Regions from separate parts of the Rattus norvegicus genome. Here all the other regions are linked to region 1. The links are chromatin contacts, called in public Hi-C maps. All regions are on one chromosome and are shown on one strand. Each heading gives the region's core, a stretch centred on a gene start, on an enhancer-like site or on the middle of the called end of the contact. The rest is flanking DNA. Distances are from core to core; before and after follow the strand shown.

What was found. Hi-C and Micro-C count contacts between places; a contact is called where the count stands out from the background.
Region 2: a contact with region 1 is called in a Hi-C map of the A7r5 cell line, with 4 times the contacts expected there. The contact joins the promoter of Paf1 here to the promoter of Pak4 in region 1. A contact is called at or near these places in 2 of 12 Hi-C or Micro-C datasets (the A7r5 cell line and frontal cortex).
Region 3: a contact with region 1 is called in a Hi-C map of the A7r5 cell line, with 2.8 times the contacts expected there. The contact joins the promoter of Plekhg2 here to the promoter of Pak4 in region 1. A contact is called at or near these places in 3 of 12 Hi-C or Micro-C datasets (the A7r5 cell line, liver and mammary epithelial cells).
Region 4: a Hi-C map of the A7r5 cell line shows a contact between it and region 1, with 6 times the contacts expected there. The contact joins the promoter of Gmfg here to the promoter of Pak4 in region 1. A contact is called at or near these places in 12 of 12 Hi-C or Micro-C datasets (the A7r5 cell line, the Rat2 cell line, Schwann cells and 7 more) and 1 of 1 datasets of contacts at active chromatin or transcription factors (oligodendrocytes).

What each region holds. Positions count from the first base shown.
Region 1 is chr1:93,013,261-93,019,243 of GRCr8, forward strand. Pak4 (p21 (RAC1) activated kinase 4) reads right to left here and starts at 3,461. Exons shown (of 10, transcript NM_001106238.1): 1 at 3,353-3,461.
Region 2 is chr1:92,808,124-92,814,022 of GRCr8, forward strand. Paf1 (PAF1 homolog, Paf1/RNA polymerase II complex component) reads left to right here and starts at 3,074. Exons shown (of 14, transcript NM_001024898.1): 1 at 3,074-3,325; 2 at 3,680-3,709; 3 at 4,576-4,668; 4 at 4,941-5,062; 5 at 5,152-5,218; 6 at 5,294-5,395; 7 at 5,469-5,574; 8 at 5,649-5,717; 9 at 5,799-5,899. The coding sequence starts at 3,279. Med29 (mediator complex subunit 29) reads right to left here and starts at 2,785. Exons shown (of 4, transcript NM_001106237.1): 1 at 2,519-2,785; 2 at 1,677-1,735; 3 at 1,390-1,474. The coding sequence starts at 2,731.
Region 3 is chr1:92,788,500-92,794,269 of GRCr8, forward strand. It overlaps Plekhg2 (pleckstrin homology and RhoGEF domain containing G2), which reads right to left and starts at 4,111. Exons shown (of 19, transcript NM_001415791.1): 1 at 3,402-4,111; 2 at 2,655-2,785; 3 at 1,801-2,060; 4 at 1,622-1,722; 5 at 207-273; 6 at 62-108. The coding sequence starts at 2,763. Trnai-uau1 (transfer RNA isoleucine (anticodon UAU) 1) reads left to right here and starts at 4,512; the gene lies at 4,512-4,605.
Region 4 is chr1:92,858,489-92,864,880 of GRCr8, forward strand. Gmfg (glia maturation factor, gamma) reads left to right here and starts at 2,826. Exons shown (of 7, transcript NM_181091.2): 1 at 2,826-2,833; 2 at 3,249-3,345; 3 at 3,467-3,516; 4 at 4,783-4,832; 5 at 6,386-6,392. The coding sequence starts at 2,831.

The sequences.
Region 1 (5,983 bases), core at 2,211-4,710:
TCCCTGCAATGAAACTAAAAGCCACACTCCTCACCTGTCCTAGCTTGGCAGCGCTGGCCACACTCCTGGTCCCCAACACCACTGTCTGCTTAGCCGCATTAGCTACTCTGAAGCCTGCGACTGCCCCAAGCTTGCCTGGGCCCAGGGTCTGTACGTTTTCAGTACCCACCACCTGTTTCACCTTTCCATTCTTTGAAGTCCTGGTTCGTTCTCTCTCAATCAGACATCCCTTGCTCAAGAAAGCCCTCTCCCCACTGCCTGAACCTCCTCCTCCGACCTATCTGGGTGTCACCATCCAGGGACAAATCTGACAGGCTCTGTTAGCAGTGCAACCAACAAGCACACAGGCAGAGTGTAAACAGACACACCCTACCCAGTCAGGCCTTTTCTCAAATGTCTATCCTGGAAGGTGTTCCAACGGCAGAGTGGTCAAAGCTGTGGCCAATGTTACATGTCCTAGAGAGTAACAGCCAAAGTCCGGAAGCCTGCTAGATAGACATCAGGCTAAAGTAGTCACAAAAGCCGTTTCCTGGGTGTCCACTTCCCGGAGTAGTGGGACAGCCTATGATGTCTATGCAAAGGAAGTCATTCTAGCCAGAGCCACACACTCACAGCAGGTGGGACAATGAAAGCACCTCTGGTCGCTGCTGGGAAGCACAGCACAACCTCTAGGAGAGCAATCCCCCAGCATCAGGGCCCAGTGTGAGCTCCACTACAAGGTGTAAGTCAAGACATACTGTGGCCATGGCCCACATGGAAACATTCTAGAATAGTCATCACAGCGCAGTGACAGCTCAGCAAGGAATTGACCACATGGCCACCAAAGCGTGATGACTCCTATGTGACCAATCACAAGAAATCTGAATAGCACAGAAATCAAGTGACCATCCAAGGCCTGTGGGTGCAGAACACTGGGACATGCTCAGGTGACACTGGGCACTGTGAAACAGCAGTGGACATGAGCCGTGGAATGGGCGGGTCAGTGGTGTTAATGTGGGACTGTCATCTACTAGCCTGCTGTCCTCTAGGTAGTACAGGTGGCTTTGCTGATCCAGTTCCTCAGGGAAGCTAGGACTGAGTGGGTAATGGGTGGATGGCATCCCTGGCTGCACTCCTGTCATCTGACAGGGATGGCTGGGCATTCCCTAACACTGAAAGCTCTGCTTTTCTCGATAGCCTACCACAGCACACAAAGGACGAAATTAGTCAATATCAAAACACTTGCTCAGGATCCAAAGACAAAGTAGGGGCCTGAATCTGAGTCTCCAATGGCACAACCCCCATCTCTCCTTATCTGTGCCAAGCTGGCACCACGAGGCTAGGAATTTGGGTGACCTCACAGATCTGGTGCTGGCTGCATGCCAGCTCTCCGACACTGTCAGGGGCAGGCGGGGGTGGGGAAAGTTGGGAGCCAGCGATAAGACCAGTGCTTCCACAGTACGCCAGGCTGTCCAGTGCCTACTGTATGCCAGGTTTCAGGCCAGGCCTTCTATACCCAGCACTCTTATTAGGTCCACTTTACAAAGGAGGAAACTGAGGCACTCACTATAAGTGGCTCTTCCCAGGCTGAACCACTAGTAGGCCAGGACCTATGCACACATTGCTCTTTTTGACCTTGTGTCCCTTCCTGTCCCTCCTACTCATCTTTCAGAGCTTCCTTGAGGGACTTTCCAAGGACAGGAACCTCAGGACAGACCCAGCATATGGGCACTCTCCTTGTCCCAGCTCCATTTAGGCTCAGTGTTGCTGGCTGAGGTCTGGTCTCAGCATGCTCCTATAGGAGAGACAAGCAGGCACTGAGGGTAGGGCTATGTGCCTCCTGTCCCCTTGCTACAGTATCTGAGGACCCAGCACAATGCCTAATGGTCCCCACAGACATTCTGCAACCAGCTGGTACTCCAGAAACACCCAGAAACCAGCAGGAGTGCGTATGGCCTCAAGAACCAGGAAAAGGCAGAATGGGCTCTCCAATAGAGGGAGAAAGAAAGCCAAGCCAAGAGCTGCCCAGGGCTGGCTAAGCATGAATGATCGAAGCGGAAAGATGGCTGATAGGTCAAAGCTCTGGAAGGAGGACCAAGCCTCAAACTGAAGTGTTTGGGAGCCACTGAAGACCACAGGGAGAGCTTGTGGTGTCAGGAATAGAGAACTCCTAAGGTCACACCCACCCGATCAGAGGCTCACTGGACTCTGGGCCACCCACCAACATGCCACTCCCATAGGCCTAGTGGAACCTCCCCTCCCAGGTCACACCCTTCCAAGGAGGCTAAACACTGTTCCTACCCAGGGAGTGGCTTCCAGGAACAGACCTCCTGGAAAGTGGACACTGTGGCAGGTAGCTGACCAAAGCTCCTGCCTCTAAACAAAGCTTTCTTGGCGTTACTTTTTCTATGTGGGAAACAGGGGTGTTCTCTAACACCCAACTCACCCATCTCACAAGATAAAGGACGAAACAAGACCAGGCACACACGGTGCGCTCTCTCGTTAAACATTAACTAGCACCAAGAGTTTTTGAAAGGCAGCAGCTACAGAATCACTCTGGGACAGAGCTCCGGAGCTAGAACCCCAGCTGCTCACCTTACTCATTAGCTGACCTGGGGCAAATCACTTAGCTTCTTAATAACAGCTTTGGCTCCCGTGATGTTGTACTGAGTGCTAAATTAGTACATAAGCAGAGCTTTGACTGAGAGGCTAGCCCAGCCTATCATCAGTGTTTCATGGTGTGTGGCCTTCATTATTTGTGGGAAGGGGCTCCTTCAACTCTGCCACCAGAACGCACTTTTGACGACTCTGTTAGATATCCTGGTTCCCCTCCCATTGCACGCGCCTCACTTGAGTTTTTAGATTTGGACCCTCCCAGACCATCTACACCCGTCAGATTTTTATCTTTGTACCTTCTACCTACATGCTGTCTCAGACACCCCCAAACCTAAAACTCATTCACCTCCTCCTCGGGTTGAGCCTTTTAAATCTTCAACCAGGTCGCCGCCCACTTCTCTTGGTTATGACCTCCGACCCTTACAGACACACCCTCTTCTTTAAGTTACTTTGAGTTACCCCCTTTCATGAGACCGGTTCCGAACCACTCCTACGCGCCCCCACTTAGTATTTCAAACTTTGCATTGATTTCGAACCCAGCCACGCCCCCTCCGTGGGCCTAACCTCTGATCGCGACAGTTCCCTCCCCTTTCCTCATTTCTGACCCGCGACCCTTTTCCACGCGACCCTTTCCTCCAAGAGTGAACTTTGACCCCACCGGCCCCGCCCCCTTACGAATAACCGCTCTCCCACAGCGCGTGCCCAGATCCACCCGCCCCCAACCACAAGCGTCTTGCACCGTAACCCCCTCACCTACCGGCTTGGCGCCGCGGTCGCTCGCGGCCTAGCTGCCGGGCCCAGAACTCTGCGCCCGCGTACCGCCCTCAGCTGTCTCGAGCCGCCGCCGCCGCGGCTACTGCCGCCGCCATGTTGAATCTCTAACGAACATCCGGGGCCTCCCCTACTCCTCGCCGCCCACTAGTACCCATGGTAACGGAGTTGACCGGGCGATGGGAGGGGCCTGCTGGGGGAGGGGCGATGCGCCGGCAGGGTTCCCCGAAGCTGCTGATTGGTGTGGGTTGTCCAATCGGAGACCTCTAGGAGGAGAATGACGAGCAGAGATTGGAAAGTTTGGAAAAGGTGCGGGGGACGTTGATTCCCCGCCCACTCCGCCTCTTAAAGGGGAAAGAACGGCTTTCCCGTGGCACAGATTCCCACGAGTTCCCAAAGAAGTAAGAAAGTGGAATATGAGAACATAAAGGCCAGAAACAGTTCTTAAGTATTTATTATTAGCACGCGACTAGTTCCGGTATAAACTAGGTGCCACAATCCTGTTGTTTTAACACCCCATTTTACAGGTAAAGAAACAGGCTAATAGAACGCTAGTTGGTTTATGATTTCTGGAAGCCAAGTAACGAGTTTTGAATGAAGTGCTGTCCGAGTCTGGAAATCTGACACTACTTGATCTTAATCTTTTAAATGTGCTTTTTTTTTTTTTAAACCAGTCACCTGTGTGGGAGATGTGTCAGTGAGTAAAAGGTGCTTGCCGCCAAGACTGACAAGTTCTATCTCCTGGACCCACGGTAGTACTGATTCCCCACAAGTTGATCTCTAGCCTCCACCAGAGAGCCATAGACGTAAAATAAAGAAATAAATGTAATTAAATGTTTTCAAATTAATCAAAAATGGAAAACACAGAGGAAAGGAAACCCATAAACTAATACACCCTTGCACCTCTGGCTTTACTAAGTCTTACTGAAAAATTTAAAAATGCTTTCTCATCTTGAGGTTTTTAAGGGTTTTATTTGTTTATTTGGGTATTAGACACTGAACTTAAGGCTTTATACACAACAGGCAAGCAGTACTAGGTAAGTCCCCAGCCCTAGGGAATTCTAGGCAAATGCTTTCCCCAGCTGAGCCCCTTGGGAGACTGAAATAACAGGTTTGTCCCAAACAGGCTTTCTCTGGTTCTTTTCGTTGGCTTTTTCTTCTGTCTGGAAGATTCTCTTCTTTAAGCCTCCTCCTGACTCTCAGTGTTCCTTTGGGTTTTTCTCAAACATCATGTTCTCTAAGAGACAAAGCATCCTACCTTGTGCCACTAAACCCTTTGCCAGCTTTTGCTTATTTCCCTTTGCTGACTGTGGGTTTTGTTTGGCTGACTGGTTTTGGTTTCCTGAGACTGGGTCTCACTATGTAGCCCAGCCTGACCTTGAACTCTCTGTTTTTGCTGGTGGCCAGGGCCTTGATATTATTGGTATGTAAGTGCTCAGTACATATTTATAAGAGGGATAGCTGAATAAAGCGTAATTCCACCCTCTAAAGATTCACTTAGATGCTCATTGCCTCTGCTCGCACCCGCACACTGCCAGGCACATAGCAAGCGTTTTGTTAACGTGCAAACCGTGGATGAAGGGCTGCTGTTCAGGTCTCTGTTCACCTTTTCTCCCGCTCCCCACACCCCCATCTCTCTCTCCATTTTATTTCTGGTTGAACTCAGGGCCTCCGATGCACTGAGTCTTTTACCATTGGGATTACATTACCATGCCTGGTAGAATGGTCCGAATAGTATATCTTTTAAAAAAAAGATTTATGGGGCTGGAGAGATGGCTCAGCGGTTAAGAGCACCGACTGCTCTTCCAAAGGTCCTGAGTTCAAATCCCAGCAACCACATGGTGGCTCACAACCATCTGTAATGGGATCTGATGCCCTCTTCTGGTGTGTCTGAAGACAGCTGCAGTGTACTCATATATAATAAATAAATAAAAAATAAAAAAAAAAGATTTATGGGGGAACTGGGAGGAGTGGAGGGAGGGGAAACTGCAGTTGGAATGTAATGTATGAAAGAAGAATAAATAATTTAAAAAAAAATCCCCCAACCACAGAATAATAAATGTTTAAAAAAATATTCCCCCATCTCTATATGTGGGTCCCCTCACACATGTGCGTGAGTGTGTGTGTGTATGTTCTCAGAGGCCAGAAAAGGGCCTCTGACAGAGCAGCCAGTGCTCCTAAGCACTGAGCCATTTCTCCAACCCCAGAAAATACTTTTAAAATTAAGACTATATACATCATCATGACTCTTGATATCAATAAATATTCTTCAAGAAGATTAATTTGGGGGCTGCCTCGGAAGCCATCCTAGTAATTTACTCTAATTTGCTTAGCCACATTTTTCTAATTGAGTTTCTGTACCGTGATACATATTTTGCTTTTAGAAACCATCATCCAAAAAAAAAAAAAAATCCAAGCAGCTAAATAATTACTTCCTTTGAATACATTACTACAGACTGATAGGCCAAAGGAAATGTATGTTTGCTTGGGTTGGCGTTTTGTTTTTGTTTGTTATTTGTTGTTTGTTTTGTTTTGTTTTATTTTTGACAAAGTCTCACACAACCCAGCCTCATGCTGCCTGGAACTCACTATGTAGCCAAGGATGACCTTGAACTGC
Region 2 (5,899 bases), core at 1,824-4,323, 210 kb before region 1:
ATGCACCTCATTTCCGCAAAACAAAACAAAACAAAACAAAACAAAACAAAACCTTCCTCACTTCCAACCCTCCAGCATTCTGGCACTCGGGTTATATCCAGTCTAGTAAGACCCAGCCCACCACACCTCAGCCAACTACTAACATGCCTAAAGGGAAGTGACTGAATGTGTACTGGGGACTGAATTTACAGATTTGTGTTAAGATAAACTCTACCATTCAACTAAATCCCCAGTTCTCTTAGCCCCAGTGCTCCTAGCCCAGGCTAGCCTGGAACTCATGGTAGTCCTCCTGCATCGGCCTCTCAAGTTAAGAGTGCAAACTGGAACCAACATGCCCAGTTCTTCCTTTTAAAGCAAGATCTCACCTAGCCACCCAGATAGGTCTTGAACTTGGACCTTCCTGCTTCAGCCTCTTAAGCAGTGGGATGACAGGACTATCTATACCAGCAGGTTTGCTCGCTTAAGGGAATTTTTGTGTATGGTGCAGGGTGTATGGCCAAAGGTCAGTCTGTACGTTATTCCCCAAGACTTGCCCTACCTACCTCACCCCCTTGCTTTGTAAGATAGATCTTTCACTAGGACCTGGAGCTAGCCAATGAAGCTGGGCTGGCTCCCGAGCCTCAAACACCCAATTATCCCCACCTCCCCAGCACAGGGACTGTAGGGATGCATTTCCATGCCCAACTCTGTAGTGTGGGTATTAGGAATCAAACTTTTCCAACTACACTACCACCTCAGTGTTGCTGCCCACATCTCATGGTCCTGGCTCATGCTTTATCATGTCTGCTTCCCGGCCCGCTCACTCAAGTCTCCTGGGTGTTCGTACCCCAACCAGCTGAGGGCACAGCTTCAAGCTCGTGCCAGTCCCTAGCAACCATGCACAGGTTCCCTTGCTCTCAGGCCCTGTCCTTGCTGCTGTTCAGGACAGATTGTCAGGTGGAATTCCATGTTCCACCAGCAACCTTCTGTGAGTCACTCCCTATGCTGGCCTTTCACAAGCCCCTGGGCTTCCTCACCTTACAGAGCTTGACCACTCTGGCCCAGGCTGTGTCATCACAGCCTTGACTACTGAGCTGTCCCTCTTTGGTCTTGTATCTGTCACTCGCTGAACTAGAAGCTCTTTGAGGGTGAGAATCAGGATAGATTTTACCCCCAGCCGCAGTTGAAGCACATGTCTGGCTCAGAGGAAGTAACCAACGAGTGGCTGGCTGACTAAAGTGGGACATGGTGGTGCATGCCTGTGACCTCAGTACACTCAGAATATGGCGGGCTGTTTGGTTTACATATCCAGTGTCGGCAGAGATTGGGCTACTGAGTGGTACTACATCAAACTGTTCTTGTGGTGAGCAAAGGGGAGCTTTGTCACAAGGTCTTTAGGGAGTTCCTCACCAAGCAGAGTTCCAGCTGATCACAGAGTGCGTAAAACTCCTCCAGACACTTGTCAAAGCGCTGTATGGGTCCGTCACTGCTTTTCCTACAGCCAGGGAGAAAACTGTTTGAGGAGTGAAGTGACTTTGAATCTGAAACACTAGGACCTGTATGTAGATATCTAATCAAGTGACCACCAAGATAGTAAGGCCAGGCCCAGGGGATCCACACAGGGCTTAAAAAGGAGGGAGTGGGGCAGTGGGGGAGGGGTTTCTATGGTTGAGGTAGAGAAGAGGTGGTTCACTCACTGTCCGTTGTCAATGTTAGTGTTCTGAATCAGGTTCTGGGCAGCAACTTTCATCAAAGTCTAGTTTTAAAAGGTCATCGAGAGAGAAAAGTAAGACACAGGAGATGAAGGCACACAGACAGGATCAATAGTCTTTTTTGAGATTCACAGGCCTTTTCAGTTGACACCTCCATTCTGATAATGGAGACTAAAGCTCACTACCATCCCTATAGCAATTTCTCCTCATATTTTCCCATAAGCCTGTTCTTGTTTGGCACTCTCACCAATAACTTTCTGGACATACCCTTCACCCAGTCATCACCGGTAGAAATGACACTTAGGCCTGACCTCTGCACGGAATTTAACAACCAGAACTGTTTCTGTTTCTGCCCCCCCCCCCCCAATCCAGTTTTTCGAGACAGGGTTTCTCTGTGTAGCCCCGGGTGTTTTGGAACTCACACTCTGTAGACCAAGCTGTCCTGGAACTCAAAAGATCCACCTTCCTTTGCCTCCCAAAGGCTGGAATTAAAGGCGTGCACTACCATACCCGGCTAAAATCCTCATTCATTCTCATTTCCTTTCTCTCCACAGGGATTCATTATGTAGACCCCGGTAGGCCTAGAACTCGGTAGACCAGGTTGGCCTCGAACTCAAAGATCGTTCTCATCTGCTGTCCGAGCGCTGGGTTTAAGAACGTGCCACCACTACAGCTCCCAGAGCTTCGCTTTAGTTAGACACAAACATGCACACACACAGCTAGTCTTACTTCTCTTCTGGGTCTACGGTCTCTCCTTCAACAAAAAGCCCCTCGGCGCACCTTCCCGGAGCCAGCCCGCCAGCCCCTTTCTCCCTGTGGCCCATCACCTGGAGACTCTCCTTCAATTGCGGGATGAGCATCTTGTAGCGCTGCACAGGATCGAAGTCCTGCTGCTGCTGCTGCAGGAGCCCGCTCTGGGCAGCACCCACCAGTTGGGTTGGTTGCGGCTGTTGCTGGGGACCAGGACCACCAGCAGAACCCGGACCAGACACACCGGCAGCAGAGGAAACCGCCGCAGCCTGTGGCTGGGGCGCAGCCATTTTCCTCCGCTAGAACACCGGAAACACGTCACAAGCGCGTCTGCTCCGGTGGCTCTTCTGCCTCTAAAGTTGGCTGGCCTCCTTTCCTAGTTAGCGTTGCTTTACCGACGAGTCAGCCAATGGGAAGAGAGGATATGCGTTTTTTTTTTTCTCCGCCCTCCCAAATCCGAGGGCTTGACTGGAATATCTTTTCACCAATCATTAGAGGCGGTCTCCTACAGCCCCGCCCCTTCACCCACAGTTCACCAATCGCTGTGAGGGACTGACCGCACTCTATTTCCCTGAAGGCCTTGCGGCCAGAAGCGACCTGTCCAGTCTTCAGCGTCTTGGTAGTAGTCGAAGCGGGAGCTGCGAGTCCGTGTCCGACGCCGTCCACGCTTTAACTTGAGTCACACCCGAGCCTTTCTCCCCGGCCCACTTCATCCCGCCTTTCTCCGCAGAGCCTGCGTCTTGTCCGCAGATCCGGCGTCTCTCAAAGTCGGCACGCCCCTCAGCGTCCGCCCGCGGCCAGCTTGGACGCCGTCCGCGCCACCGTCGCCTGGTCGCGATGGCGCCCACCATCCAGACCCAGGCACAGCGGGAAGATGGCCATAGGTATGTCTCCTGTCACTTGCTATTTCAGTGTGTGACCTGCAAGCTTGGGACTAGGCCGAGAGGGGTTGCTTACGACGTCACTGGTTCCCTCAGGTCAGCCCGCGATGTCGCACAGTGCTCCCCTCTGGGCCTCTGCGGTCGCTTCCTGGTCCCCTGCTATACAATTTTGGAATTCCACCTTGGGGGAGGGACCTAGTCCTCAGTACCCTTCAGTTAAGCTTCTGGACCGCCTCCTTAGGGTATTGAGCATCTGGCTTCATGCACTAAAGCATCACTCCCACAGAAATTCGGGGACCTTTCTTTCCACTCACATGTCAAACTCTTGACATCACTCTCTCTCCTTCCTGAAACCAGGCCCAATTCCCACCGGACCTTGCCTGAGAGGTAAGCTCCCAGCTACGCTTTCCAGGACGGGTGGGACACGAACGCATTTCGGGGAGGCGGTTGGGGGTCGTTGTGCTCTTGAGAATCTCATAAAGTGGCCCAGTCTGACCTCAAGCTTGCTGTCTTTGTACCTCTCAGCCTCCTGGGTGCTAGGAGTGCAGTCCTATGTTGCCTGGCAGAACAGGCCTCGGTTGTTTTTGTGTGTATAGTTAAAGCTGTGTGTGCCAGTCTAAAGACAAGTCATTTTTTTCCTTCTACCGTATAGGTATAGGTCTGAGATATTAAACTCAGTTCCTCAGGCTTGATAGCTGATGCTTTTACCTGCTGAGCCATCTTGTCAGCCCGAGGCTGTTTTTATAATTTGTACTACTCTTTTGATTTTTCAAGACAGGGTTTCCTCTGTGTAGCCCTGTCTGTAGACCAGGCTGGCCTCAAACTCACAGAGATCCACCTGCCTCTGCCTTCCAAAGGTGTGTGCCACCACAGCCAGGCATTATTATTCCTTTTGAGACAAGAGTTTCACTTTGTATCCCTGACTGGTTTGGAACTCACTATGTAAACCATCACTAGCTTAAATTCTCAAGTGATCTGCTTGCCTCTCAAGTGCAGGGATTAAAGGCCTGTGCCACTAACTTCAGCCACTTATATTATTTTTAATTAGATGTGTAAGTATGTGCATGTTTGTGTAGCTGCCTGCAGAGGCCTCAGTTGTCAGGTCCCCCTGGATCTGATGTTACAGGTGTAGCAGCCTGATATGGGTGCTAGGAACCAAACTTGGGTCCTCTGCAGGATAAGTACTCCTCCTTAACTGCTGAAGTCCTCTCTGTAGGCCTGCGAGACGTAGTTCTGAGCTACTGTTTTCTTAGGTCTGGAGTGGTCTGCCGAGTCAAGTACTGCAACAGCCTTCCTGACATCCCATTTGACCCCAAATTCATCACCTACCCCTTCGACCAGAACAGGTATGACCAAACTCAGTGGATAAGCTATTAAAAATAGTTCATTGAAAGCAAGGACTGCTTATTTCATTGCCTCTTCCTGCCTATGATTGGCACATAGGAAGTGCTCAGTAACTACTAATAGAGAAAGCAGCATGCAAAACCCTTCTTACTCAGAAGCTGCCAATACTGGACACTTACACTCCCTCTCCATAGAAGCTTAACATCTAGGAAGGAAGCATGTTGGGATGTGAGGGTGGATCATAAAGCTATAACAGGTATGTTTTCCCACCCAGGTTTGTTCAGTACAAAGCAACCTCCTTGGAGAAACAGCATAAACATGACCTCCTGACTGAACCAGATCTGGGGGTCACCATCGATCTCATCAACCCTGACACCTACCGCATTGATCCCAATGGTGTGTGGGGAGACAGGGAGGGTCTGCTCTAGCCTAGCAAAGGCCAGGCCTGGGTATTCCTCATGGTCCTCCTGCTCCTCATCCCCTAGTTCTTCTGGATCCGGCTGATGAAAAGCTTTTGGAAGAGGAGATTCAGGCTCCCACCAGCTCCAAGAGGTGAGGTGGTCCCCATAGGTACTGGGTGGACTTTACCAAGCATGGGACCCTGAGGTGCCTGGTTTTCCTCTCCAGATCCCAGCAGCATGCGAAGGTGGTGCCGTGGATGCGTAAGACAGAGTATATTTCCACTGAGTTCAACAGATATGGCATCTCCAATGAGAAGCCTGAGGTCAAGTAAGTAACGGGTGGGAAGGGCAAGATTTTAGCAATGTCCAGAGGCCCTTAATGTTATCTTCTTCACTGCTAGGATTGGGGTTTCTGTGAAACAGCAGTTCACAGAGGAAGAAATATACAAAGACAGGGACAGCCAGATCACAGCCATTGAGAAGACTTTTGAAGATGCCCAGAAATCGGTAATTGGGGGACTAGAATAGAGGCAGAAGTATGGCTCAGGTTCTTCCTCTTCTCACCCTTTTTCTTCTATCAGATCTCCCAGCATTACAGCAAGCCCCGAGTGACACCAGTGGAGGTCATGCCTGTCTTCCCAGACTTTAAGGTCAGACTCAGGGTGGGAGGCAGGGGCAGCCACTTGTGCCTGTCCAGTCCTTACTAACTTTAGTATCTTTCTATTTCCCAGATGTGGATCAACCCATGTGCTCAGGTCATTTTTGATTCAGACCCAGCCCCCAAGGACACAAGTGGAGCAGCTGCATTAGAGATGATGTCTCAGGCCATGAT
Region 3 (5,770 bases), core at 2,861-5,360, 220 kb before region 1:
GGCTTGGCCCATTGGCTCATGGGAATACCCTGGGGTCAAGCAGGGACTTTCTCTGCCTCACCTCGGGTAGTTCATGCAGTACAATGTGTAGATGTCAAAATCTTCGCTCTGTGGGGGTACTTGAGTCAGATTCCCATGGCCCCCATGAATCCCAGCCCAGCAATTCCCTGGCCTCGAGCTGTCCTCAGAGGCTGGTTCATACTCACCCTTTGCACGAAGCACTCGGCGATGCCCCCTGCACTGCTGCAGCCCTCCAAGTCCTCCAGGAGCTCACTGTGGGGGAGGGGGGGATAAAGAACTTGCCTGCCTCCTTGTCCCACGACAAGACTCCAGAGAGCGACAGACAGGTAGGAAGCAGCCTCAGCCCACTGTCTTTGCCCGGATTCGTATTATTCAACCTGCTAACCCCGTCGTGGCTGGCATGCCATGACCTAGGGAGTGACACCACAGGCCTGGGACGGGGGGGGGGGGGTGTTGGTGATGCCCGGCATCTTAGACATCTTAGACTATGTTGTAAGCCAGGGAGTGGTGGCACTATCTTGTAACCTCAGCTACTTGGGAGGCAAGCAAGTGGGATGGAGGGTTCAATACCAGTGTGGGCTACTGAGTGAGATTCTAGTCTTACAACAACAACAACAACAACAACGGAAGAGAGAAACTGAAGACACAGCTCTGGATGCTGAGGCAGGAAGATCTCAATTTCTTTTTTTTTTTTTTTTCCGGAGCTGGGGACCGAACCCAGGGCCTTGCGCTTCCTAGGTAAGCGCTCTACCACTGAGCTAAATCCCCAGCCCCTTAAAGACACCTTTTCTTTCTTTTTTTTTTTTTTTTTTTTGGTTCTTTTTTTCCGGAGCTGGGGACCAAACCCAGGGCCTTGCGCTTCCTAGGCAAGTGTTCTACCACTGAGCTAAATCCCCAACCCAAGATCTCAATTTCGAGGCCAGCTTGAACCACACCAGGAGACCGTAGGTGTGGTTGTGCATGCGGGTAATTCTAGCACTTGGGAGGGAAATAAAGGCAGGGGACTGAGTCAATGTCGTCTTCAGCAACCTAGCAAGTTCCAAGCCGGCCTAGTTCTATGAGGCCCTGTTTACCTCAAATAATAATACAAATCACAAAAGCTTCTTTTTTGCGGGGCAGTGGTGGCGCACACTTTTGATCCCGGCGCACAGGAGGCAGAGGCAGGCAGATCTCTGAGTTCGAGGCCAGCCAGGGCTACATAGAGAAACCATGTCTTGAAACCCCCATTCCCCGTGAAAAAAGATTCTCTTGGGATTGTGAGAGGCTACACTTGGGCCCTAGTGGCTTCTTCACTAGGGCAAGCAACCAACTAGGTTTGTTCAGAGCTGAGGGTGTCCTAGGCCCATGAAACTGCTGTGGTAAATCTGGGACTGGATGCTCAGACCCCACAGGACTCAAGGTCTGAGAACCTAACATGGTTCCTGTAAGTTCTATCCTTCTTCCCATCTTGAGTCCTCACTGTCCCCATCATGCCCAATATTACACCTCACATGCCAGCCTACACAAGGCTACTAAGAGGCACTCAGGCTAGTGTTAGGACACAGTCCCTCCCCTGGCATAGCAGCCACAGTCCCCTGGCAGTGCCCACCCTGCCCCTTACCTGCTAAACTCATAGATGTCCTCGATGTTTGCAAACAGAGTGCCCACCTGCTCCACGTTCAGCCCTAGGGCCCTGCCATCCATCAGAGGGCCCAGGTAATCCTATGGGAATGACAGGGGTTACAGAGGCCAAGGGCCTGGCCTGGGTTGCCACTGTCTTCAGGTGCCTGCCCACCTCACCTCCACGATGCTGCGAAGGTCCCGGACATATGCCCGCTCTGTCTCCACAATCTCCCTGGCCACTCGTTCCAGCATGGACAGTTTCACTGACCCCTGGATCCCCACTGGCGACAGGTGCAGGCGTATGGGGGGCTCTGGCAGGGGCTCTGGCTTGGAGGCTGAGCAAGCTGGAGATGGGTCCCCCTCAGAGCCCACGGTGCTCAAAGAGGTGGAGCTGCCAGAGCCCCTTGGAGAAGCCATGTTGGGGGCTGCGGGAGCTGCTGAGGTAGGGAGCAAGTGGTTAGGGTTTCCCAGACACAGTCTTATGGATCCCATAGTCACCCCCACTTGGCTACCAGTTCCCACAGGTCTCTGCTCTACTATTAATTTGTCCAGTCTGATCCTGTACCTATCAGGGTACTTTCCTCTCTGGGGCTTAGATCTCCACTGCTTTTTCACCTCCTTCATCAACCACACAGCTATCACTATGAATCTGTCCAACTGACCTTGTCACTCCCATAAGCACAGGACCTTTACGTTCAAGTCCAAACTCCTCAGATCCACACAGCCCCATCTAATCCCCTCACCTAGTTCCCTTTCCACACCTCTCTAACAGCCCCCACCCCTTCACACTCAACTTTGTCCAATTATTTAAAGGTGCAGCAGTGGGCCTTTGCACATACTGTTCCCTGCATGCAGAATTCTTCTTTGTGTCCAACTCCTTTTTCCTGACTTCTCAGCTTAGTAGTCTCCTCCGTGGTGACAGGGCTGGGCTTTCTTGGCCATGCTCAGCACTAGGTGAGCCACAGAGGGATGCTCATTGTCCTGAGGGAAGGGACAAATGCCCACAGGCTCCACCTGTCTGGGCCGCTCACCTGTTGGAGTATCACTCACAGCTGCGCAGTCGCAAACTTCACCTTGGTGACCACACCCGAGCCTAAGGCTGGGTTTGGACAGGCTGAGTCCCCGGGCTCCCTCTGGCATGGCTGAGGGGCACAACTCGGACCTACAAAGAGACCCACTTCTTGGGAACTAGACTTCACTGGTCTCCAGGCCGCTCCAACTCACAGATAGATTATTGGAAGTTGATCTAAATCCTAAGGGGGGGCTCCAAGAAGATACAAAGTGACAGAAAGAAGGGGCTGAGAAGACAAGCTAAAGATGGGAAAAGGTTGAGACAAAGAACGAAGACAGCAAAAGTGCCTGACTCTGCAAGTCCCATCTGTCTGGGCACCCCCCCTTCCCAAGGCTCAGGGATCCTGGGAACTCTCAGGCTCGGGCTGAAGCCGAGGGCGAGGGGCAGGGCTGGGAAAAACCGTGGGCGGGAGAGGCCGCGGGGTCCCAGGGGAGGGCGGAGGCTGGGGGACCGGATGCCAGGGTCCTACAGACGGTTCCTTACCCCGCCCAGGACGGCGCGCTGGGGCGCTGGCCCCGAGTCCTCCACCCAGCTCCAGCCAGTCCCTCGGCGCCCCAACCGCGGTCCCCACTGTTGGATCCTTCCCTGTGCAGTTGCAGCCCCTAACTCCAGCCGGCGCCTCCACTACCCCCCGCCGGCACGCCCCCTCATTGTTCCGCTTCGGCGCCGCCCCCTCCCCCAGCCCCGGGCCCCTCGCTCCCCTCACCTCCGGGGGAGCCACGGGCCTTGAGGTCGGGAGTCCCGCGCGTCTGCACGGTAACGCGCGGTCCCGGGGGAGGCTCACAACCCAGGCTTAAGGTCGTGAACTTGGGGTTCTTGGACTCCAGAATCCGGGGAGAGTTGGGATCCGGAGTCCGAAGTCTTGGTGTTCTAATTAGAAGATGCTGCAACCCTCTACTCGAGTCTCAGAACAGGGCGCTGGGGACCCAAATTCCTCAGTCTTCTAGGTAGGGCTGTGTGTTGTCGGGGGGCACCGGGACTCCAGAGTTTCCAGAACCCGAGGGGCTGGGATGAAGTCACCTCCGGGAGGGACCGCAAGGACTGGCTAACTCTCGGTCTCCTGGAGGTGATGGATGTTGCAGCCCTAAGTCGAGGCGCGAGATCCTGTCCCCAAGTGGCTCCAGGAGGGGGTCTCGGACTCAGAGTTGGGACCCCATGGCAGGGATGCACGGCCACAAATCCTACGGTCTTCGAAGCCGGGCGCGGGACCGGCCTCCAGCCTCGGGGCTGACTTCCCGAGCCCCCGCCTCCTCCAGAAGGGGGCGCTGGGCATCAGGTCCCGGACTCTGCACGGGAGCCAGGACTTGCGGGTCTCTTAAGACGCGGGACAGAGGTCCCGGACGCCTGGGTCCGACACTATGGACGCCTCGGGCTCCCGAATGAGTGTCCTGGGGCTCTGGGGGCGGCGCCGTATCTGGGGCGGGGAGAGTCGGGTCCCAGATGTGGGGTGGGGGGCGGCCGCCGCTGCGGCTCACATCCTGTTCCCGCCCGCTGGGGGGAGGGGCTGCCTTCCGGCACGCCCTCCCGCAAAGGCTTTAAAAAAAATCCTCGCCCCCTACTCGGAATAATCGCAAACTGCGGGCGGGCCCAACAGCAAGTCACCGCCCACATTCCAAGAGTCTAGAGCCCCGAGGACTTTTTACCTTTTACAGCAAGGCCCAAGAGGCGTGAGAATCTGGAATAATCTCACTCTCTCGTTCTTATTGGTCGGTCGGCGGGCTTTATATTTGCATATGCAATGTTATGCCGAACCATTCAACAAAGTCGCGCGACTACAACTGACTGAAGGACTTTGTGGCGCGAGGGTGCGGCCGGAGCTCCAGTGGCGCAATCGGTTAGCGCGCGGTACTTATATGTCAGTGCTAGGCGAAGCGATGCCGAGGTTGTGAGTTCGATCCTCACCTGGAGCACTTCCTTTTTTCCCCCCCCTATATCTACCCTGCTATTTTTGTGTTCTCTCATCAGTTTAGACATTTTCATCAAAATTCAATCAAACGGTTTGGCTTGTTTGAGACAGGGTCTCACCATGTAACTCTCGCTGGTCAGGAAGTCACTATGTTAGACCAGGCTGGCCTCGAACTCACAGAGATGCGCCTGCCTCTGCCTCCCGAGTACTGGGATTAAAGGCGTGCGTCACTACAACTACAGAATTTTTGAAGAATGAACATTTCCTTGTGAATTTTTTGCAATGTTTGGTGGAACAGTACCAAAGTTGCAGTTTCTATTCTGGTCGCCAGGGGGCAATAACGTCTCTCATTAAAATGGCCTGAGCGTCAAATGGAACCTCAATCTCAGATCCTAGGGATGGATGGATGGATGGTTACAACAGGCTCTTTTTGTATATTTTTCTTCTTGAGGTTTCTTTTTTTTTTTTTTTTTTTTTTTTTTTCCGGAGCTGGGGACCGAACCCAGGGCCTTGCGCTTCCTAGGCAAGCGCTCTACCACTGAGCTAAATCCCCAACCCCCTTCTTGAGGTTTCTTAACCAATTTTTTTTCAATACATACACTGAACATTCACTAGGTACCGTTCCTTCTGTCTCTGAGGACTTGACCTTTTTTCTTTCTTTCTTTTTTTCGGAGCTGGGGACCAAACCCAGGGCCTTGCGCTTTCTAGGCAAGCGCTCTACCACTGAGCTAACTCCCCAAGCCCAAGGACTTGACCTTTTAACCAGGGAGTCTGATTGCTAAAAGTCTACAAATTAAGTACATTTTTAAATTTGACGTTCACTATGTTACCCAGACTGGCCTAAACTCCTGGTTCTGTCACCATCTGGGAGTGTAAGTATATCTTTAGATTAGGTACTGATAAATACAGAGCAGGTAGATGAAGATCATCATGGCTGGGGATCTTAGTTTTTATTTTATGTATATGGGGTGTTTGGCTCCCAAGTGTGTCTCTGCACCACGTGCATGCTGGTGCCCAAAGAGACTGAAGGAGGGCGGCAGGTCCCCTGGAACTGCGGTTGCAGAGGGTTAGGAACCTTGTGGTGCAGGGAATCAAACCAGAGCAGCCAGTGTTCTTAACTGCTGATCTATCTCTCCAGCCCCAGGAGAGATCTACTTTGAACAGACACC
Region 4 (6,392 bases), core at 1,576-4,075, 160 kb before region 1:
TTTTCTTTTGCTTACCTATATTTCTTCACTAAAATACATATGGTTTTCTCATAAGTTACTTTGCTTTTATTTCTCCTTTATAGGACAGTTGGGTTTATGAATTGATTTTTTTTAATTTATGCACATAAGTAGGTCGCATTGTCTAGGAATTATTTCAAGGGAAGGGGAACAATATGAACATTCGAGTATTTGTGTGGGACACACATGAGATCAAGAGGCCAGGCCCTTTGCATGCTAGTGTGTGTGTGTGTGTGTGTGTGTGTGTGTGTGTGTGTGTGTGTGTGTGTTACCCTGCTGGGGTGGGGACGGAGGCTCAGTGCATAGTAGGGCCAGGCCTCCGAATGGATGTGGGAGGGAGGGGACTTGGCTGATCCCTCGGTCCATGTCAACTGGAGGAGGGGGTCCTCAGTGATCTGGGGGAGACGGCCATGTCTTTCACTGAGCTACACACCACCCCTCAATGCTTGTTTATTTTATCAGATTTCCTAGAGTTTGTGTTTGTTTGTTTTTGTTTTTGTTTTGTTTTGTTTGAGAAGGGTTTTTCTGTATAGCCATGGCGAGCCCGGAACTCACTGGATAGACCAGACTGACCTCACACTCGAAGATCTGCCTGTCTCTGCCTTCAGGGTGGTGGGATGAAAGGTGTGTACCGCCACTTCCCAGCTGCCAGTACTCTTAACTGGTCTTAGATGGGTGAACATCTCTGGAACCCCCTGGTTTTTTTTTTTTGTTGTTGTTTGTTTGTTTTTGGTTTAAGATTTATTTATTTATTATATATAAGTACACTGTAGCTGTCTTCAGATACACCAGAAGAGGGCATCGGTTCTCTTTACAGATGGTTGTGAGCCACCATGTGGTTGCTGGGAATTGAACTCAGGACCTCTGGAAGAGCAGTCAGTGCTTTTAACCGCTGAGCCATCTCTCCAGCCCGAACCCCCTGTTTTTTGATGATGTTTTTTGTTTTGTTTTGTTTTGTTTGTTTTGTTTTGTTGAGACAGGATCTTATGTATGCCCAGGCTGGCTTCACTGTAGTCCAGGTTGATCTCAAATTTGCTATGTAGACAAGGTTGTCCTTAGCTCTTGATCTCCTGTCTTTACCTGCCAAATTCTGAAATTAAAGGGGCGGCTGTTTTGTTTCTGACAAGAATCTGAACTGTGTAGCTCAGGATGCCTTGCACTTCTGCCTCCCCAGGGTTGGAATGACAGACTGCATCGCTGTGCCGTGCTAGCGTCTGCTCTTAGCTTTTCCATTTTTTATTAGATTGCAGTTCATTTGTTTATGTTTGTGTATGCAGGAACATGCCCCATCCCACCGGTGGAGGCCAGAAGACAATTTGTGGGAATCAGTTCTCTCCTTCCTTGTGTGGGTCCAAGGAATGAAATTCAATTTTTCAGGCTTCATGGGAAGTGCCTTTACCTTCTGAGCCATCTCACGGGCCATATTTTGGTCTTTTGGTATGCATTGTCTCTGTGTGACTCTGGCTTGCCTGGAGTTCACTGTGGTCAACTAGATTGGCCTCAGACTTGTAGCAATACTGACTGCTGGACGAGATATATAAAATTATGTTATGGGGTTGGGGATTTAGCTCAATGGTAGAGCGATTGCTTAGGAAGCGCAAGGCCCTGGGTTCGGTCCCCAGCTCCGAAAAAAAGAACCAAAAAAAAAAAAAATTATGTTATATAATTAATAAACATTAGAATTTGGATTTAAATTGTATACATTTAATTAAACATATTTAATTATATACTTAAAATTATATAACATATTATAATATATGTACACATATATAATAGTATATAGGTGTATATATATATAAACATTATATGTATATGTGTGTGTATGTGTGTGTATCTATATAAAATGTGCTGTAACTGGGCCTTTTCTATGCCTGCCCTTGCTCCCAAACAACATGGAAATCTTTATAGTTATTTAATAGCTTTTGGCCTTAAGCTAGGCTTGTTCCCAGCTAGCCTGTAACTCAGTTATTCCATTTATCCTAATCTAAGTTCCGCCATGTGGCTGGTTACCTCTCCTCAGTTTCATACAGTCCACTTCCTCCACATCTCCCACGCCTGATCCTTTCCCAGAGTTCCTCTCTCTGTCCCACCTTGCTAGTCTGCCTTTTGCCATAGGCCACAGGCTTTTCATTTTAACCAATCAGAAGGTGCCTTAGGCAGGCAAGGAAGGACAGAGATTCATCTTCACGCAGTGCACAAAAACATCTCTAATAATAGGCCACCATTTCCATTGTAGCATTTATTAATTTTGAGACAGGCTTTCCCGATGTAGCCTGTCACTGCTCTAGGGGCAGTAGGACCTGGGAGATGGAGTTGATAAAATAGTTGAATTTAGCAGTGGGTGGTGACAAACTTTAATCCCAGCACTTGGGAGGCAGAGACAGGCTGATCTTTGAGTTCAAGGCCAGCCTGGTCTACAAGAGAGGACCTACACAGAAAAACCCTGTCTTGAAAAATCAGGAAAATAAAAAATAAACGTGTGTTCCACAACACCAGGCTTATTTACTCTTTATTAGGTATCCCTTTCAACCTGGGAGATAGTCGATGCTATTTTCTCTTTACAGCAATCCCAGACCAAAGACATGATTTATCTAGGGCACAGTGAGGCAGTATTCGAACCCCCATCTTAGGGGTGACTGAAGCCTCTGACAGATGCAGGGAAGGAAGGAAGGGGAGGAGCCCTTTGTGACAGTTGTCCTAGGCTAGGCATAAACAGGATGTGGTGTTAGATGAAAGCTTCCCCCTTTCACAGCCCGGGCCCCCACCCCTAGAAGACAGAGGAACTGAGAAGAGGCCTGAGGACAGAAAAAACATGGTCAGAGGGCCTGGGTGACACGGAAGGGTGAGGGGGCTGAGGTTTAGGGTGACCTGGAACAAAGAGGGTACCTGAATGGAGGTCAGCTGGGGGATGAAGGTCACAGGCAGGGAGGGAAGGGACCCAGCTGAGGCAAAGCGGGGTCATAGAGGTGGTGGTTTGGCCCCAGGCGAGCAGATCCTTGGGTCTTCTGGAGTAATCCAAGAGTCCCCACCGGACTCTGTGCATACCTCGGGGCTGAACTGTGTGTCTTGGTTACTGCTCCCCCCACAACCCTCGACCCTCTGAGGCCTTTGCTAAAGGCCTTTCATATGGGCTACCTTCAGCTTCTTCTTTGACTTATGGAAATGCTGAATCAGGAAAGGGGCCAGGTTAGAGGCTAAGCCAGCTCAGCACCCCCCTGTCCCGTTGGCAGTCCGACTCCCTGGTGGTGTGTGACGTGGACCCGGAGCTAAAGGAAACACTGAGGAAATTCCGTTTCCGAAAAGAGACCAACAATGCCGCCATCATAAGTCAGTGACCTCTGCCCTGTGAAGGGTCGTGCTGGGGGGAGGGGGGGACAAGGCAGGGAAAGCTGGGCTGGTATCCCTTGGGATGGGGAGGGTCTGTAACCTGTGTTCTATCCCTCCCCAGTGAAAGTGGACAAAGACCGGCAGATGGTGGTGCTAGAAGACGAATTCCAGGTGAGGGGCTGGGATGCTTGATCCCCTAAATACAGGGGGAGGTCTGGGGACAAAGTTGGTAAGAGTGCTCCCAGGGTTGGTTCCAGGTACCTCATAAACAGGGCACAGTGACACATGCCTGTAATGCTGGCCCTCTAGGGGCGGAGAGAGAGGGACCAGGATTCAAGGTCATTCTTGGTTATAGTGTTAGTTGGAGGCCAGCCTGGACTACAAGAGACCCTGTATCAAAAAGCCAAATAAAGACTGGGTGTGCTGGCACTGGCTTTTAATGCCTGAACTCAAGAGGGGCCAACCTGGTCTACATAGTAAGTTCCAGGCCTTATTTCTGCAAAAAAAGCCAGGTGTTTTAGTCAGGGTTACTATCGTTGTGATAAAACACCATGACCAAAACAAGCTGGGAAGAAAAGGGTTTCTTTGGCTTACATAGCCTGAATCACAGTCCACCGGGGAAAGTCAGGACAGGATCTCAAAGTTGGCTGACACTTGGAGGCAGGAGCTGATGCAGAGGTTATGCAAGGGTTCTGCTCGCTGGTTTCTCATGGTGTGGTCAACCTGCTTTCTTACAGTACCCAGGCGTGGGCCCATATCACCAAAGAAAGTGCCCGGTAGGCTTTGCCTACATCTGATCTAATGGAGGCAATTCTCAATTGAGGTTCCCTCCCCTCAGATGACTCTTGTGTCAAGTTGACATAAACTAGCCAGCATGGGAGTTAAATTAAAAAGAAAAGGTTGGGGAGACAACTGAACAGAGCTCTTCCCTGTTGAGCAAGGCCCTAGAGTTTAAAAAAAAAAGGGGGGGGTTTCATTTTAGATAAGGTAGCCCAAAGCCACTAGCAACCCCATATAACTGGATAAACCTCCCACTGTGGCCTTGCCCTCTGCAACAGCCTTCCTTCCTTCCTTCTGGAGCTAAGGCTGTTTGGCAGAGAAGGGTATTGACCAGGAAGAGCTAGGCTCCCTTAGGCCCCCTAAAAGGAAGTATAGTAGAGTGGTTACCATGGGAACACAGACACAAATCGGAACTCTGGCATTTACTGTCTTGTGCAATGTGGGGCAAGCCCCTTGACACTACTGGGCCTCAGTTTCTGTAGCTGTTAAGTGGGCATAATAAGACCTTCCTGCAGGATTCTGAGACATCTCAATGAATCCACATGCGCTTCTTAGATCAATGTCTCCGCACATTTTAAGTAATCATTTAATGAATTGAATGACAATCATTTGTTTGCTCTCTCTCTCTCTCTCTCTCTCTCTCTCTGTCTGTCTCAGAATGTTTCCCCAGAGGAACTTAAGTTGGAGTTGCCAGAGAGACAGCCCAGGTATATGTGGGGAAGGGATAGAGTGTGGGACTATGGGTAGGGGGTGATAGACCTACTATAAATTGGGGGACTGTTGGGCTCTAGTTGTGTTTATGAGCTCAGGATCTCTGAGTTTGAAGCCAAGAAGTCAGAGCCTAGACTTTGTTGTTCTAGTATTCTTTTATTGCAGAATTTCTCACTAGTATGTTGAAGATCTATTTAGTTGTTTTATGTACATGACTATTTTGCCTGCAGTTATGACTGCAGAGCTCATATATGCTTAGTGCCAGCAGATGTCAGAAGATATCATAGGATCTCCTAACTGGAGTATTAAGCTACCATATGGGTCTTGGGAATGGAACCTAGGTCCTCTGCAAGAGCAGCCAAGTGCTTTAAAAAACTGACCCATCTTTCCAGCCCTTATACTACTAATTTTTTAAGGGGTAAACAAATCAGGAGGGTATTTTAAAAAAAATTAAGGTCAGGTAGCGGTAGCATGTACCTTTAATACCAGCACTTGGGAGGCAGAGGCAGGTGGATCTCTGTGAGTTCAAGGCCAGCCTGGTCTGCAAAGACAGTTCCAGGGCAACCAGGACTAGATAGTGAGCCCCATGTCTCAAAAAAGTTTTTATTTTTAAATTTCTGAGTATGCGTGTTTCCGTGCATGTCTGTCCTTAGAGGCCTAAAGGGGGCTGTGGATCCCCTAGAACTGGAGTCTCAGAGCATTGTGACCAACTTTGTGGGTGCAGGGAACTGAACGCAGTGCTCTGTGAGAGCAACGGTTGTTCTTAACTGCTGAAACATCTCTTCCAGCACTCCACCTTGTAAAAGAGGCTTTAATGTATGATTCACGTGTATGTCTGTGTCCAAGTATGTGCATGTGTGTATGTGAGCCAGCTGACACTGGGTCCTGGGAAACTGCTCTGTAGCCCTACATAAGAACAAAAAAGGACTCTGTCACAGAGCCATCTCTCCAGCTCCTCTTGTTTCTTTGAAACACAGTCTCCTGTGTACCAGGTTGGCTCTGAACTCAATACACAGCCAAGGTCAGCCCTGGATTCCCGATTGTTTTGCCTCTACCCCTCCTGGTCGTCTGATTCCACCCTCCTGTTCTAGCCTTCTGGGTATAAGAGGCTGCGGCCCCTCTGCCTGACTCAAGCTGGTCGTCCTTATCTTTCATCTTGACTCATTTCTTTTGGGATCTCTCAGCTTTTGGACCTCATTCCCCAGCTCAGGAACTTTTGGCAACTGCAAAGAGCCAGGGCCCAGAAGGGGGCCTCGCCCCCGGGAGTACGGGTTCAATTCTGATTTTGTTTAGCGTTTTATCTTAAGTTTGTCTTTCTATGAAATCCAATTGGTCAGACTGTGGTGCTTAGCACCTTGGCTCACATGCAGTTCCAGTTCCTGGGTCAGGCACCAGTTCCCAGCATGCAACTGCTGAGCCAGCACTCAGGTCCCATTATTGGGAGAGGGAAGTCGGGGGTCCTAGCCCCAGATTCAAGGATGTGAACTCAGAGAGCATCGATGGCGCAGCTTCTCAGGTCCTGAGTGTGAATTCTCTTTCTCTTCCATAGGTTCGTG